2 separate regions of the Macaca mulatta genome follow, and region 2 is linked to region 1. A link is a contact called in public Hi-C data. All regions are on one chromosome and are shown on one strand. Each heading gives the region's core, a stretch centred on a gene start, on an enhancer-like site or on the middle of the called end of the contact. The rest is flanking DNA. Distances are from core to core; before and after follow the strand shown.

What was found. Hi-C and Micro-C count contacts between places; a contact is called where the count stands out from the background.
Region 2: a contact with region 1 is called in a Hi-C map of fetal cortical plate, with 2.0 times the contacts expected there. The contact joins the promoter of PGM2 here to the promoter of RELL1 in region 1. A contact is called at or near these places in 2 of 14 Hi-C or Micro-C datasets (fetal cortex germinal zone and fetal cortical plate).

The regions. Positions count from the first base shown.
Region 1 is chr5:36,908,107-36,911,192 of T2T-MMU8v2.0, forward strand. It overlaps RELL1 (RELT like 1), which reads right to left and starts at 1,399. Exons shown (of 7, transcript NM_001193775.2): 1 at 1,228-1,399. The coding sequence starts at 1,315.
Region 2 is chr5:37,050,176-37,053,261 of T2T-MMU8v2.0, forward strand. PGM2 (phosphoglucomutase 2) reads left to right here and starts at 1,683. Exons shown (of 14, transcript XM_015138198.3): 1 at 1,683-1,778. The coding sequence starts at 1,698.

The DNA of each region.
Region 1 (3,086 bases), core at 149-2,648:
TGTCACTAGCTGCCATTTCCCCAGGTGGATGGCTAACGGAAATACGGGCCTCCTAAAAATACTCAGGAGACAATACTACCTATCTCGTTCCCTTCCAAACCTGCTCTGGTTTCTATGAAAAAGTGAAGGCCAAACTGCTAAGTCAGTGTAAAAGTTTTAAGCGACCGAAATGTTCTCAGGAGGAAGAGTTTATGGATGTTTATGGAGGAGACAGTCACTGTTGAAAGGCTTCTAGTTGCTTATTATTTGGACCTGAAGAGGAGCCACCCCTGAAATCAAGCTTGGAAGAGCTTGCTGACGTCAGACTCCAATCTGTAGTAACCCCAAACGGCCAAGCAGGTCTGTGGGTTTTTTTTGTTTTTTTTTTTAACTGAGGCTGTTAGGTGGCAATTAAGAGGAGAAGCGGTGGTAAGGAATCCCTAGTGTCTGCAGTTATAAAAGCAAGGATATGACATAGGACTTCCATAAAACTTATACCTCCTCTTAAGATTGATTTCAATTAAAAACTGCTTCATCGTTGGTGACACTTTAGCATCTCTGCTGGTGGCTTCCTGCCCTGACCACACAAGGTTCCTTTTGTGACGACAGGAATCAACACAAAGAAGAAAAATATTTAAGTTTACCAACGCGCCTTCCCTTTTTCCGAGCCTGATTTCTACAGGATATATGGGAAGAAATGTGAACTCCTTGACCTGTTACAAGAATCCATCAACTACCAAAATAAATGGAAACTTGGAAAGAGATTCAAGTCCTCTAGGTTTTAGGATATTTTAAGGTATTTAAAAGGGAGAAGGAGGCGCCGACAGCGCACCCGGTGCTCTCTGTCACGATCTTCCGCTCCCGGAGCCTTTGAGGACAAGGGCGGTGGGAAAGGGGTCCGCGGGGTTCCGAGGCGCGCGGCCGTGAAGGAAGCGCCCCCGAGGAAGCCCTGGTCCCTACGCCCCGCACAGCTCAGGGCTGGGGGACACAGACCCTCGGCGGAGGCCCCGGGGAGGGAAGGCGGGAGCGGGGCCGGCGGGAGGGGAGGGACGAGAGCCGTTGCCACGCACCGCGCCCTGCCCGGACCGCCCCGGGACAGCCAGTTGTTCAGCGCCAGGATCCCGAGGCTGTGCGAGAAAGCAGGCTCCTCGGAGCGCCGCAGGGCTGCCGTCCCGACCCCCTCGCTTCCTTCCGCGCTCCCGGGAACCGATTCAGCACCCGGCGCCCCGGCTCCTACCGGACACTCACCCGGAGCCACCAGCGGCGAACTCACGGCGCCTCCCACGAAGACAGCAGCGGCTAGGACGGCGGACCCCGGGAGTGCCCGCAGAGCCATCGCCGCGTCGCTTCGCCCTCCTTCCCCAGGGCGCCGCGTCCGGCGCTCGGGAAGGCAGAGCCGCTCCGGAGCCGGCGGGCTGATCGAGTGGCTGGGCTCGGCCCCAGGGAGCGGCGAACCCCGCCCCGCCATGGCCCCGCCCCTCCCCGCCCACCATGGCCCCGCCCCAACACACCACACCCACCTCGGCTGGGTCCCGCCTCTTCCCGCGCGCCCCGAGCTCCACCTAAGACGGCACGAGGCCCACTCATGGCTCCGCCCCCGACTCCCCGCCCACCTCAGCCTGATCCCGCCTCTCCCTGCCAATCCCGCTTCCTTTCCAAACCAGGCAGCAGCATCTGCGGCGCAGCTAGGCCATGAACACGCCCCGTTTCTCCACCCACCTCAGCTTGGCCCCGCCTCTCCTTGCCGCGCCCCGGACTCCACCTAAGAAGGCACGTGTTCCATCCATGGCCCCGCCCGTTTCCCCGCCCACAGCTCAGCCTGACCCCTCCTCTCCCTACCACTCCCGCTTCCTTTCCAAACCCAGCAGCAGCCTGGGCGGTGCAGTTAGGCTATAGCCCCGCCCTAGTGCCCCGCCCACCGTGGCCCGGCCCTGCCTCTACTTGCTACGCCCGCTTCCTTTCCAAGCCCGGCGGTGATTACGCGGGAGCCCGGGGCTGGGGAAGGGTCGCCCGGGTGCAACCTTCCTCCGGAGCTGGGACTAGGCGGGCGTGGGAAGAGAAAGACGGAGCTCGCCCCGAGAAGCACTGGACAGCCAGAAGCGGCCAGCACTGGAGTGAGCCCAGTCTTTTTTCGCTGTTGGCATGTCTATCCAGCTAGCATTCCCCTCGGTTGCAGGTCTAGGGAGTAATGCTGTGCTGGACGTCACGTTCTGTTGTTTGAAAACTAGCAGAAAAGATAAATAACTTAAATTTCTTCCTCTGTTTGCATTTAAGCTGCTCCTATGGGGAAGATACCTCTATGTATTTTCAGGAGCAACACCTTTGTTTAAAATCGTGTTCCTGTATTGCACCTTGCGCATACTCCTGCAAAGTAGATCTTTAGGTGCCCAGGTACTTATTATCTCCTCACATCCTCACATCAGCTCTGCGAGGTGACTATTAGAGGCCAGGGAGTAAACCCACAATGTCTGGGCCACCATGATAAATTGTAATTATCTCATTGTCATTGTGTTTGCTCGCTGCTGTGCCCTCAGCGCCTAGATGGAGGACAGACAGCACACGCTAAGAGGTCAGAAGTGTTTTTTGATGTTGAATCATCTTCACAAGCATTGATAGGACTCAGAGGCGCTCTCTGAATAGTTCCTCTTTACTGCCCTGTAGGGACTGTTGTTACTGGGCCATCAAGCATTTGGTTGAAGGAAATGAGGGCAGGACTTGAGCAAATACTCAACACCAGCAAGAAAAGGGGGTGCATGGGGGCTGTGGGTTTTCACAGGATGGGTCTCATCCTTGAGGTGACTGATAGCCTCTAGTTTTCAAAGAACTATTTATTCTCTCACCGAGCCCTCCACGCAGTCTGCGAGACTATTATTACAAACATTGCGTTGATGTGGGAATTGCCGGTGACGGAAGCTCAGGCCACTACACTACAGATGGCTGAGGCTGAAGGATGGAGCCCCTGACCTTTGAAGCCCAAGGGGGGCACTGCGCGTCCTGAGCTCAGCTCAGTTGGCTGCGCATCCTGCAGTCTGGCAGGCTTAGCAGGCAGCCTTTGCTAGTTTTATATCAACATAAACACTGAGAATGGATGCAGAGGAAAGCAATCC
Region 2 (3,086 bases), core at 433-2,932, 140 kb after region 1:
TGAACCCAGGAGGCAGAGCTTACAGTGAGCTGAGATCGTACCACTGCACTCCAGCCTGGGTGACAGAGCGACACTGTGTCTCAAAAAATAATAATAATAATAAAAATTGAAGAACATACAGAAAATGCACAACTCATAAGATTGCAGCTTAGTGAATATTACAAAGTGAACACACCTGTTGACCATCGTCCAGGTCAAGAAACAGAACAGTCCCAGAACCCCAGAAGGCACTTTCCCTCCTTCGCAAAGCTACTACTCCCCTGACATCCATAGATTAGTTTTGCCTCCTTTTTAGTTTTTAATCTTAAAACTTAAGAAAAAAAGATATAACTTACATACAGTGAACTTTACCCTTTATATCCTAGTTCTATGAGTTTTGATAAACGTAAACCCCGAACTCAATCAAGATACGGGACAGTTCCACAACTCCCTCAAATTCCGTTGTGCCCTTGGTAGCCAACCCCTCCCCCCACCCCCAGCTCTTGAAAATCACTGATTTGTTCCCTCTCCCTATAATTTTATATATTTCGGTTGGTTTTTTTTTTTTTTTCAGGGTCTCCCTCTGTCTCCCAGGCTGGAGAACAGCGGCATAATCAGAGCTTACTGCAGCCTCGACCTCCCAGGCTCAAGCGATCCTCCCTCCTCAGGACTCCCTCCAGCTCCCCCATCACCAAGTAGCTGGGACTACAGATGAATGATCCAGTATTTGGGGGTGGGGAGGCGGGTTTTTGAACTCCGTCACTCAGTGTTTGTGAGATTCATTCATGATGTTGTGTATAACAGTAGTTCACTTGCACTGCTGTATCAATGTGCCATGATTTATTTATATGAGTTGGTATGGATATACTACCAAGTATTTATCCATTGTATTGTCGATGGTCATCTGGGTTGTTTCCAGTTTGAGGCTTTTACAAATAATGCTGCTAGAAATATTCCTGCACGTGCCTTTTTATGCTTATGGGTATGCATCTTCTTTATGGCTTGGTGATACCAGCGTCAGGAAGATGTGCTCCTATGTTAGTTTCCATAAGTTTCACGCTACCTTTCACACTTAGAGCTACAATTGATCTGGAATTCAGAGCTGTGTGTGATGAGAGGTAGGGGGCCAATTTCTCTTTTTCTTTTCCCTACGTAGATATCCCGTTGACCCAGCACCATTACCTAAAAATAGTTTCCTCCTGTGCTCTGCAGCCCCGCCTCTGAAATAAATTGTCCATACACGTGTATTTTTGTTTCTGGTCTCTATCGTATATTCCACTGGTCTTCCCACTTTGTTTTTCTTTTTCAATATTTTTTTCTGGCTGTTCTTGACCTTCTGAATTTCTACATAATCTTCAGGCCCCTATCTGGGTGCACTTCCTGGTATCCCAGCATCTGACATGTGCCTGGCGCGCAGCAGGAACTCACGGCTGGCTGTAACCTGGCTGCATCAGAGACCAAGGCAAAGCCTTTCATTCGTGCCAGGTTCCAGCAACTCACCCCAGCCGCGCAATTCCTCCGCGCTCACTCCCACCCCCCGTGGCACACCCACAAAAGGCAAGGAGGCGTGCCTGTCGCGGCGCGCGTCACTTTCCCAAGGACCGGCTGGCTCCGCCGCGGCTCTCCCCGCCCCTGCCTCCGCCTCCACCTCTTGGGGCCGGGCCGGAAGAGTGACCTTGCCGCCTACTTCCCTCCGCCGCGGCAGCGCAAGCTCAGCGATGGCGGCCTCAGAAGGCGGCGGTCTAGGCGAGGACGCCCGGCTGGACCGGGAGACGGCCCAGTGGCTGCGCTGGGACAAGGTGAGGGGCGTCAGCAGGCGGGGAGCGCCCGGAGCGGGGCCGGGTGCTCCGCCCTCCCCAGGCGCGGCGCTGCGTACCCCGCCTGAGCTGCCTTCCCGCCCCGTGCACCCCGCTTATCTCCCGGGAAGACCCAGGAGGAGGGTGCGGCCGCTGCTAGGCCTCCTTCGGCCTGGCAGGCATGTGGCACGTTCGGAGTTAGGCCGGGAAAGCTTATTCCCGGACGAAACCAGCCATCCGGCCGGCCGGACTGCAAGTTTGGAGTAGAGGAGAGAGCCAGGGTGGTCTAAGCGCGGCCAGACCCTGGACGCTGTCTAGCTGAGGGACGCACGCCTGTCACTCAGACAGCTGGCTCGTGGTCCGTGGTCTGCTGTGCATCCCCATGGACCCATAATCGCTCCGTCCCGCCTATTCCTTTGGCCGCTGAGACCTTTGCTGAGCAGCGTTGTGGTCCGGTCCTCCCATCCCGAGGGCTTGGTTACAAACCAAGGATCCTCCTGGGTGGGCCCGCCTGGCTTCAGGAGTACCCCTTAGAACTTTGACTGCAGAGGAGGAACCCTTTGGACACAGCACGGTTTTCTGTCTCTTCATTCCTTTTCTTAGAGAGAATCAGGAACCCAGCTCTGGACATCACTCCCTCTCTCCTCTCTAACTTGCGTCTCGCCCTTTCTACCTGTTCTCCTGCTTGCTGTTCGGTTTTCTCGGAATGTCCCTCGCTGCTCTCCTCTGCCGAACTTGTTTCTCCCGTTGTGACTCATTTTGTGCCTGAACTTAAATGTGGCTTACGTAGAGAGTCCTTCCTTGGCTCCGAAGTGTAAATTATTTCTCCCTAATATTCATTCTAAACGGCCTGTCATTTTCCTTTCTAGCTCTTACTACAAATGGTAAAAACAAAAAACTCCAAAAACACTTGTTTGTGGGTTTGTTTAATGTCTGTCTCCAGGGCCGACTTCAGGGGCGAGAGACCCCTGCAGTCTCACAGGACTCCCGCTCCTGGAAGGGCCCACTGTTGTTTTAATGTCCTGCTGTCCTGTCTTGAAAATCTTAATGGTAAAAAAAGAGGTCACCCATTTTCATTGTGCACTGGACCTCCATAGATTATGTGGCCAGGCCTCTCTGTTCTCACTACCTTGGTTTGTAGTGCCTGGCATAGGCATAGTGCATGACGCCTAGTAGGTCACTGAAATACTTGAATGAACAAAGCAGATTACAAGGTCAGTAGGGGTCAGGTCTTTGTCTTTATTTACCATTCTCCGGCCCCTACAAATAAAATGTTAGCAAATCCCATTTCCAGGATACTCTTGGCAACTC